Regions from separate parts of the Ovis aries genome. Here region 2 is linked to region 1. The links are chromatin contacts, called in public Hi-C maps. All regions are on one chromosome and are shown on one strand. The core of a region is the stretch at or near the end of the contact, and the rest is flanking DNA. Distances in the headings are between cores, read along the strand shown. Region 1 has its middle 170 kb from the start of CDCA7L. Region 2 has its middle 37 kb from the start of RAPGEF5.

What was found. Hi-C and Micro-C count contacts between places; a contact is called where the count stands out from the background.
Region 2: a Hi-C map of hypothalamus shows a contact between it and region 1, with 7 times the contacts expected there. The contact joins two enhancer-like sites. A contact is called at or near these places in 9 of 16 Hi-C or Micro-C datasets (blood, hypothalamus, liver and 5 more).

The regions. Positions count from the first base shown.
Region 1 is chr4:31,824,530-31,827,862 of ARS-UI_Ramb_v3.0, forward strand. No RefSeq gene overlaps it. Among named protein-coding and RNA genes, the nearest start is that of CDCA7L, 170 kb to the left of the region's middle. Within about 2 kb of position 1,637, at least 23 of the 54 cell types and tissues checked have an H3K27ac peak or open chromatin away from gene starts, as enhancers often do. A contact at or near this core is called in hypothalamus, where this site is marked.
Region 2 is chr4:32,179,222-32,182,753 of ARS-UI_Ramb_v3.0, forward strand. No RefSeq gene overlaps it. Among named protein-coding and RNA genes, the nearest start is that of RAPGEF5, 37 kb to the left of the region's middle. Within about 2 kb of position 1,415, at least 8 of the 54 cell types and tissues checked have an H3K27ac peak or open chromatin away from gene starts, as enhancers often do. A contact at or near this core is called in hypothalamus, where this site is marked.

The DNA.
Region 1 (3,333 bases), core at 387-2,886:
CAGGCCTCAGCTAATGCCTCCGGAGGTCTCCTCTGAATTGCGGACAGCGTTCAGGGCCTCGAGGAAGAACGTGACCGTGGTGGCCCTGGGACCTCTGAACTGCTGGCACAGACCTCAGGTGTGGCCTAGCTGGTACCTGCTCTGGGAAAGGGGACTTGGATTCACCCTGGCTATACGCATTCAGGAATGTGCTGGAATCGCTTCCAGCTCCTCCGACATCACAACACTGGGAAGGGGCTGAAGCGACCTCTAATCCACAGCCCCCGGAGCTCTTCAGCCAACTCCCGTCATCCGCGGGGTCCTGGAGCGGGCAGCGCTGGCCCCGCAAGGCTGCGAATCCCGCCGACGCTGCAGCATCGCTGGGCCGTGAACTGTGCCCTTCATCTGCGCCTGGGACACCTACCTGAGGGCTAAACCTGGGCCGGCGGAGACAGCCAGTGGGGAGGAAATCCACGCAGGCCTGAGGGCCCCGGCCAGCCTCCCCCGCGGCGCTGAGGCTGGAGCGTCCCTTGGAGGGGCGGCGAGTAGCTGCCCTGCCAGCAGCGGCCTCACCCCGGGCAGGTGCGCGCGTGCAGGGCGGATCGTGCGTCTCGTTCACGTTCACGGCCGTAGCCCCGCGAGAGCACAGCACCGCCTAGTGCCGGAGTGCCCGCTGGGTAATGGGGATGGTAGAATGGAGAGTCCTCTGGCTTGCGGGCTTGCCTGAAAGGTTGAGCTTGGCTGAAGTGAAGCGAGGAGGAGGTAATGGCACCCCACTCCAGTACTCTTGCCTGGAGAATCCCATGGACGGAGGAGCCTGGTGGGCTGTGGTCCATGGGGTTGCTGAGAGTTGGACACGACTGAGCGACTTCACTTTCACTTTTCACGTTCATGCATTGGAGAAGGAAATGGCAACCCACTCCAGTGTTCTTGCCTTGAGAGTCCCAGGGATGGGGGAGCCTGGTGGGCTGCCGTCTATGGGGTCGCACAGAGTCGGACACGACTGAAGCGACTTAGCAGCAGCAGCAGTGAAGCGAACGTGTGTCTCTTGGGGAGTGTGGTGGGGTGGGGAGCAGTACCAGAGGACAGGCTGGAGAATCAAGCAGGGCTCAGATCAGGTGCTTTGTAGGTTTGGGACTTTTCACTTGATGGTCAACAGGAGGGAGTGTGGAGGAACTTGCCTGATCCATTCCAGCCTGGCTCTCACTCTCATCCCCTTGAAAGAAAGTTCGTTCAGTCAAGTCCAACACTTTGTGACCCCATGAACTGTATGTAGCCCACCAGGCTCCTCTGTCTGTGGAATTCCCCAGGCAAGAGTACTGGAGCGGGCAGTCATGCACTCCTCCAGAGGATGTTCTTGACCCAGGGATCAAACCTGGGTCTCCTGCATTGCAGGCAGATTCTGTATCAGCTGATCCACCAGGGAAGCCTCATCCCCTTCGGGGACAGCAGATGACAGACAGTGCCTGCCTGACCCTTTCAAGTGTCAATGTTCTCCAGCTTGGCTCCTTTCTCATTCCCTTGATTTGTTTTTTTTTTTTTTTTTAAAGACTCTGCATTGTGTTGCAAAAACAAAACAAGAACCCACTGGACCGTGGCCCAGTAAAGCAGAGCAGCCAAGCCTCTCACTCACAACAGTGCCTCATTGTGTCCTTTGATTTAACCAGGACCTCAAGAACAGGAATCTACAACTGCAACCTAAACGCTGAGCAGGATCAGCACATGCCCACCAGATGGCCTGAATGTCTCACATTTTAGTCCCCACAGCAGTGGAGGCCCTTAGTCCACAAACTGTCATTAAGTATCAAATGTGATTCCCAGGTGGCTCAGTAGTAAAGAATCCACCTGCCAAGCAGGAGGTGCAGGTTCGATTCCTGGGTTGGGAAGTTCTCCTGAAGGAACTGGCAACCCACTCCAGTATTCTTGCCTGGAGAATTCCACGGACAGAGGAGCCTGGCAGGCTTCAGTCCACGGTGTTGCAAAAGAGTTGGATACGACTGAGCGACTAACACTTTCACTTCTCATAAGAATGTGGGTCCTACTAGACGGCTTATACCATAAGGACTTCAAATTAACTTCATAACCTTCGTAAAGGCCCTGTCTCCCAATAAAGTCACATTCTGAGATCCTAGGGGTTAGGACCGTAACATATGAGTTTTGAGGGGGCCTAATTCAACTCATATAACAAAGGCCTGTCCTGGCACTTTGACCCTCTCCCTGGCACTCTCCAATCCCCTTCCCTGCTTTAGCGTTTTTTTCTTTAGGAACCTCGTATCATCTGATGTACTACTATATATTTTCATCTTATTTCTCATACCACTTTGTGAGGGAGAAGGCATATGAACTCCCATTTTCTGAGGTGCAGAAACAGCAGCTAAGATGGCGGTGGAAACTTTTGCTGGTTCTCCCAACTCTTCAATGCCTGAGTCTGATTCGACCTGGCAGTCTAGCCTGTGAGGTTGGTCCTTTTCCTCACCCTCGAGGCAGCCCACACAAGATGGGTGGTGAGGCCATGAAGGGTGGTTCCCCAGAGTCGTGGGTGGGACCTGCTCTAGGAACTGAGACAGTGATAAGGGGGTTCAGTGCAGGATGGGTCACCCAAGAGGATCTGGGAGTGGACGAGCCTTACTTGGGGGGAGTGGGGCTAGGTGCAGAAGGGTCCCGGCCACAGCATGTTGGGGTGGGGAGGAGAAGAGTCCAGCCAGACTTGCATGCTGGCTCCAGTCGGGTTCTGGGCAAGAAGGCAGAGTGAGGCCAGGTGGCAGCAGCCAGGAATATAATGACAGCTGAAAGGACAAGGTTCACCCTCACTGTGGACCCTCCTTACCCCTGGGGAGGCAGCAGCTGGCTCTGTGCTGGAAGCAGACCCTGCTGTGTTGATTCCAGGGCTTTATTCGTCTGTTTATTGCAGGCCTTCATGTCTGCTAGGACTGTACTGTGGAGTCAGCAGGGGCACCGGGTCGGGAAGGGTGAGGCGCCCTTCCGCTCTTGGCCCACTGCCATTCCCTCCCAGCTGAGGCCCAGCCCAGGTCAACGGGACACAAAGGACCATGAACAGTTCTTGTTTCCCACATCAGCCTAGTCACTTCCTGAAACAAAACAAAACCAATTATCTCTAGCAATTGCAGATCTGCACCAATTCTCTTCACAGCCAGGGGCTGAAAGTGATCTTAGAGATCTTCTCCCAGATCGCTCATCTGATGACTGAATTGCTGGCTGGTTTTAGGTCTGTTGGAACTTCTCTGGTAGGGAAGAGCTCATCTCTGATAGCGAAGGCAATTCGCTGCCCGCCTGGGCAAATCCTAGTAGAGCCCCCGCCCCCCTCCCTCCAACCCTAGTGAGCTCTGCACCCTC
Region 2 (3,532 bases), core at 165-2,664, 350 kb after region 1:
TGGAAGACATTTGAAGAGTTGCCTGGTCTGCGCATCTCCTATTGGAGGTGGCTGAGGGGCGGAGTTCCCACCTCCAGGCTCGGTACTCAGAGTCTCTTACCTTTAGATGGTAGCATCTAGAGAGGAGCGGAATAGAAGGGTGGGATTGGTGTCGGGGTGGGGATGACTTGGTGGGGCTGAATGGCAATGAGGATACTAAGGATAAGGCACAAGCCCTTGGCAATTTGTTCTGGCGCTTTCCGCTCATATTTAGAGCCCAGCAAACCAACTTTCAGGAAGGTTCTCCTTCCCCAGCAGCAGCTGCCGCCTTGTGGCCGTTTCTCGCAACAACCCCTCTCAACCACGGGCTTCTGGGAACGGAATACTCAGAAGCCTTAAGAGGTTCCAAACAATACCTGTCGTCAAGCATGGGACTTGAGCAGGATACCGAACACAAACCTGAAAGAGGACAGGCTTTCAGGAAGCGCTTTCAGCCTGGAAATTTTGTTCACCCTCAGTATAAAGAAAAATGTAAAACCACAAGGAAAAACGTCGGAGAGAGTGCAGGACATATTTCTCTTACGAATGCAAATGAGTGCTCCAAGGCGGCACCACCTGCTGCCAATCAAGACGACCATATTCAAACACTGCACACATTTCATGCTGAGGTTGGGGGAATAGGCAGAGGGAACGGTCCTGCACGCTCTTGGGTGCGCAACCGACGTCAACCACAGTGGGAACAGCGTGGGGGACCTAACACCCCCATGACCCGAGGCAGCATTTGATGCAGCACTCTCCCCACTGCATGCAGGCCGTGCATGAACTGTATGCATGAACTGCGGTGCAAGGATCCAGAAAGGCGGGCTATACCTCCACCTATACCTGAATCAAGGTGTACAACTGCAACAGACGCAACATTGTCCATCAACTACTCCAACGTGAAACAGACATTAATTTAACCACTGAAAAAAATAACTACTGTAGTCCCCTCAGGCCCCAGGAATCAGACTTGGGTCACATCGCTGGAGCCTGAGCAGGCTCGCCTCCTTTGGCTGGGTGTTCCTGGGGCTGAGGGAGCTGACAGCGATGTGCACCCATGATCCTCCTCACGGTAGACCTGTCCTGTACATCCTTAGGGAGAAAAGCACAATCTCCAGACCCAGTTTCACTCTCTACAGCTAAAACAACCCTAGTGCACCCAGAGGATGGGGGACCTTTGGGGCTGGAAGAGCTTCCAAAAGTCATATAGTTGCACGTCTGCCATTGATGGTGTTTCCAACTTCGGCCTCTGGCCTTAAGAGTCTCCTTACCTCTTGAAGACAGCATTTTCATCAGAACTCAAAAGAGGGGGTGTGCATTGGTCTAGGCATGGGGGTTGCTTGGTGGTGCTGAATGGTACTGGGTAAGAAGGGATGAGACATAACCCCTTGGGAGTTTCTTCTGGTCTTTCTGCTGATTTACATACCAGAAACAGGACTTTGACCAAGCCTCTGGTCCATACACATTACGGATAGCAGGAATGGGGAAGTGCTGCCACCTTGTGGCCATACCTCTCAATAACATCTTTCAAACTTGGTCCGATGGGAATTTAGGTATAATACTCACAAGGACTAAGCATTGTAACATTTGTCCTCAAGCAGTGACCTAGGCTGCAAATGGCGCCAGGTTTTACGAATCCAATTTCATCATGTGAAGTGTTCTCACATTCTTTTTAAAAGAAAAAAGAAATGTCACATGGAAGGATCCTGACTGCCTCTCCTTCCCTGAGAGATGCAAAGCAGTGCAACAAGGAGGAATCACTTGCAGCCAGTGAGGGCAGGCATCATCAACCAGTCTGCAAGAATGCATGCTGGGGAGATCATGGGGCAAGGGGAGCTCTCCTAGCCCACTTCTGTGATGGTAGCTGGAAGCAGCCACTGTGGAGGAAATCATGGAGGGTCCTTGAGGCCGGAGGATAGAGGTACCATATCGTCCAGCTACCCCACCCCTGGGTTTGTGCCAGGAAACAGTGATAACCTGACATTACTAGTTATTAGGTGTTTACTCTGCCAGACTCGTTGCTTAACATTTAATATGCATCATGCCACTGAAACCTCCACTAGCTCTGTGAGGGGTTGCTGTCAGGACCCCACCGTAAAGAAGCTAATGAGGTCATAGGTAGTAGCTGAACTTGCACTATAAGTTGACTCTTCCTAGCACTATGAAGGTGCAGGATGGTCAATAAATACTTTGGACAGGAATGATAACAGGGAACGGTTATGATTTGAATTGTGTCTTCCAAATTCATGTGTGAGTCCTAACCCCAGTAGCTGTGGACCTGACCTTAAATGAAAAAAGGGTCTTTGCAGATAATCATGTTTAACAGGTCATTAGGATTGGCCCTAATCCAACAGGGCTGGTGTCCTTGTAAGAATGGGAAATTTGGACAAAGAGAGCCATGCACATGGGAATGACGTCACGAGAAGATGAAGGTCAAGATCAGGGTGAAGCACCCACAAGCCGAGACATGCCAGAGACTGCCAGCAAACCGCTAGAAGCTCAGAGGGAGGCGTGAAGCAGGTTCCCTCGAGACCAACCTCGCCACCAACTCAGTCTCCAGCTTCTCTCCTCCAGAGCCTTGAGACCAGCGTTCGCTGTTCTAAACCATCCAGTCTGTGGGGCCTTGTGAAGGCAGCCTTGCAAAAGTGATGCAGGCAGTCATTTATATGAAGAGTCTGCTTCACTGTAGCCACAGCTGACTGGAAGCATTTGTGAGAACACCAAAAGACTCAAGAGGGCCCTAATCCCACTTTACCAGTCGTGTGGCTTTAAAGCTCAAAAATGCCAAGCAGCTTACTTACCCAGTTGCCTTGTCTAGAAAAAGGGACCACCAGTCACCTCCTTGGAGTTGACATGCGATCCTTGATGCGATCTTGCACATAACCGTGGCCTGCTAATTGGAAAGGGTGACAGTCATACGCAGTTATCACAAGAAGCGCCGCTTTTCCTTCATCTAACCCTGTCCAGCTCTGCTCAGGATCAGGCCACTTATGTGCCCCACAGCTGCCCTGTCCTGTAGCTGTGGAGGTTGACCTGCAAGGAACACAGCAATGACCCCATTCCTGATTGCTGTCAGTTGGGATTGCACAAAAGAAGGCACCAGCAGATGATCAGGTGGTGAGAGAACCGAGATGCTGAGGCTTTTAGCCCCCTGGCATCCTCCTTCCGGGTCATCAGGAGCTGACTGCGTCATCTGTGGGAAGCTTCAGTGACTGTCCGGCAACTGTCTATACAGCTGCCCTCTCAGGGTTCCTCTCAGAAATTCTGGCCTCCCCTAGTCCCTTCACACTTAGGGGGCAACAGATCCCTGAGACAGTTAACTCCAGGACACTGCACTAAACATGATCCATTTCTTTATATTCTGCCTATACAGCTTGGTCAATAATCCTTTTGGTCAAAGCTCCTCAAAGTATCCAGTGTGAGTGTGCTAGCTTTGATCTGCCAAGACTCTTAACTGATTCAGGAACTAGTTGAGAAAGCCTCAAAATACAGTTCTGAGAATGTTTTGCTCATG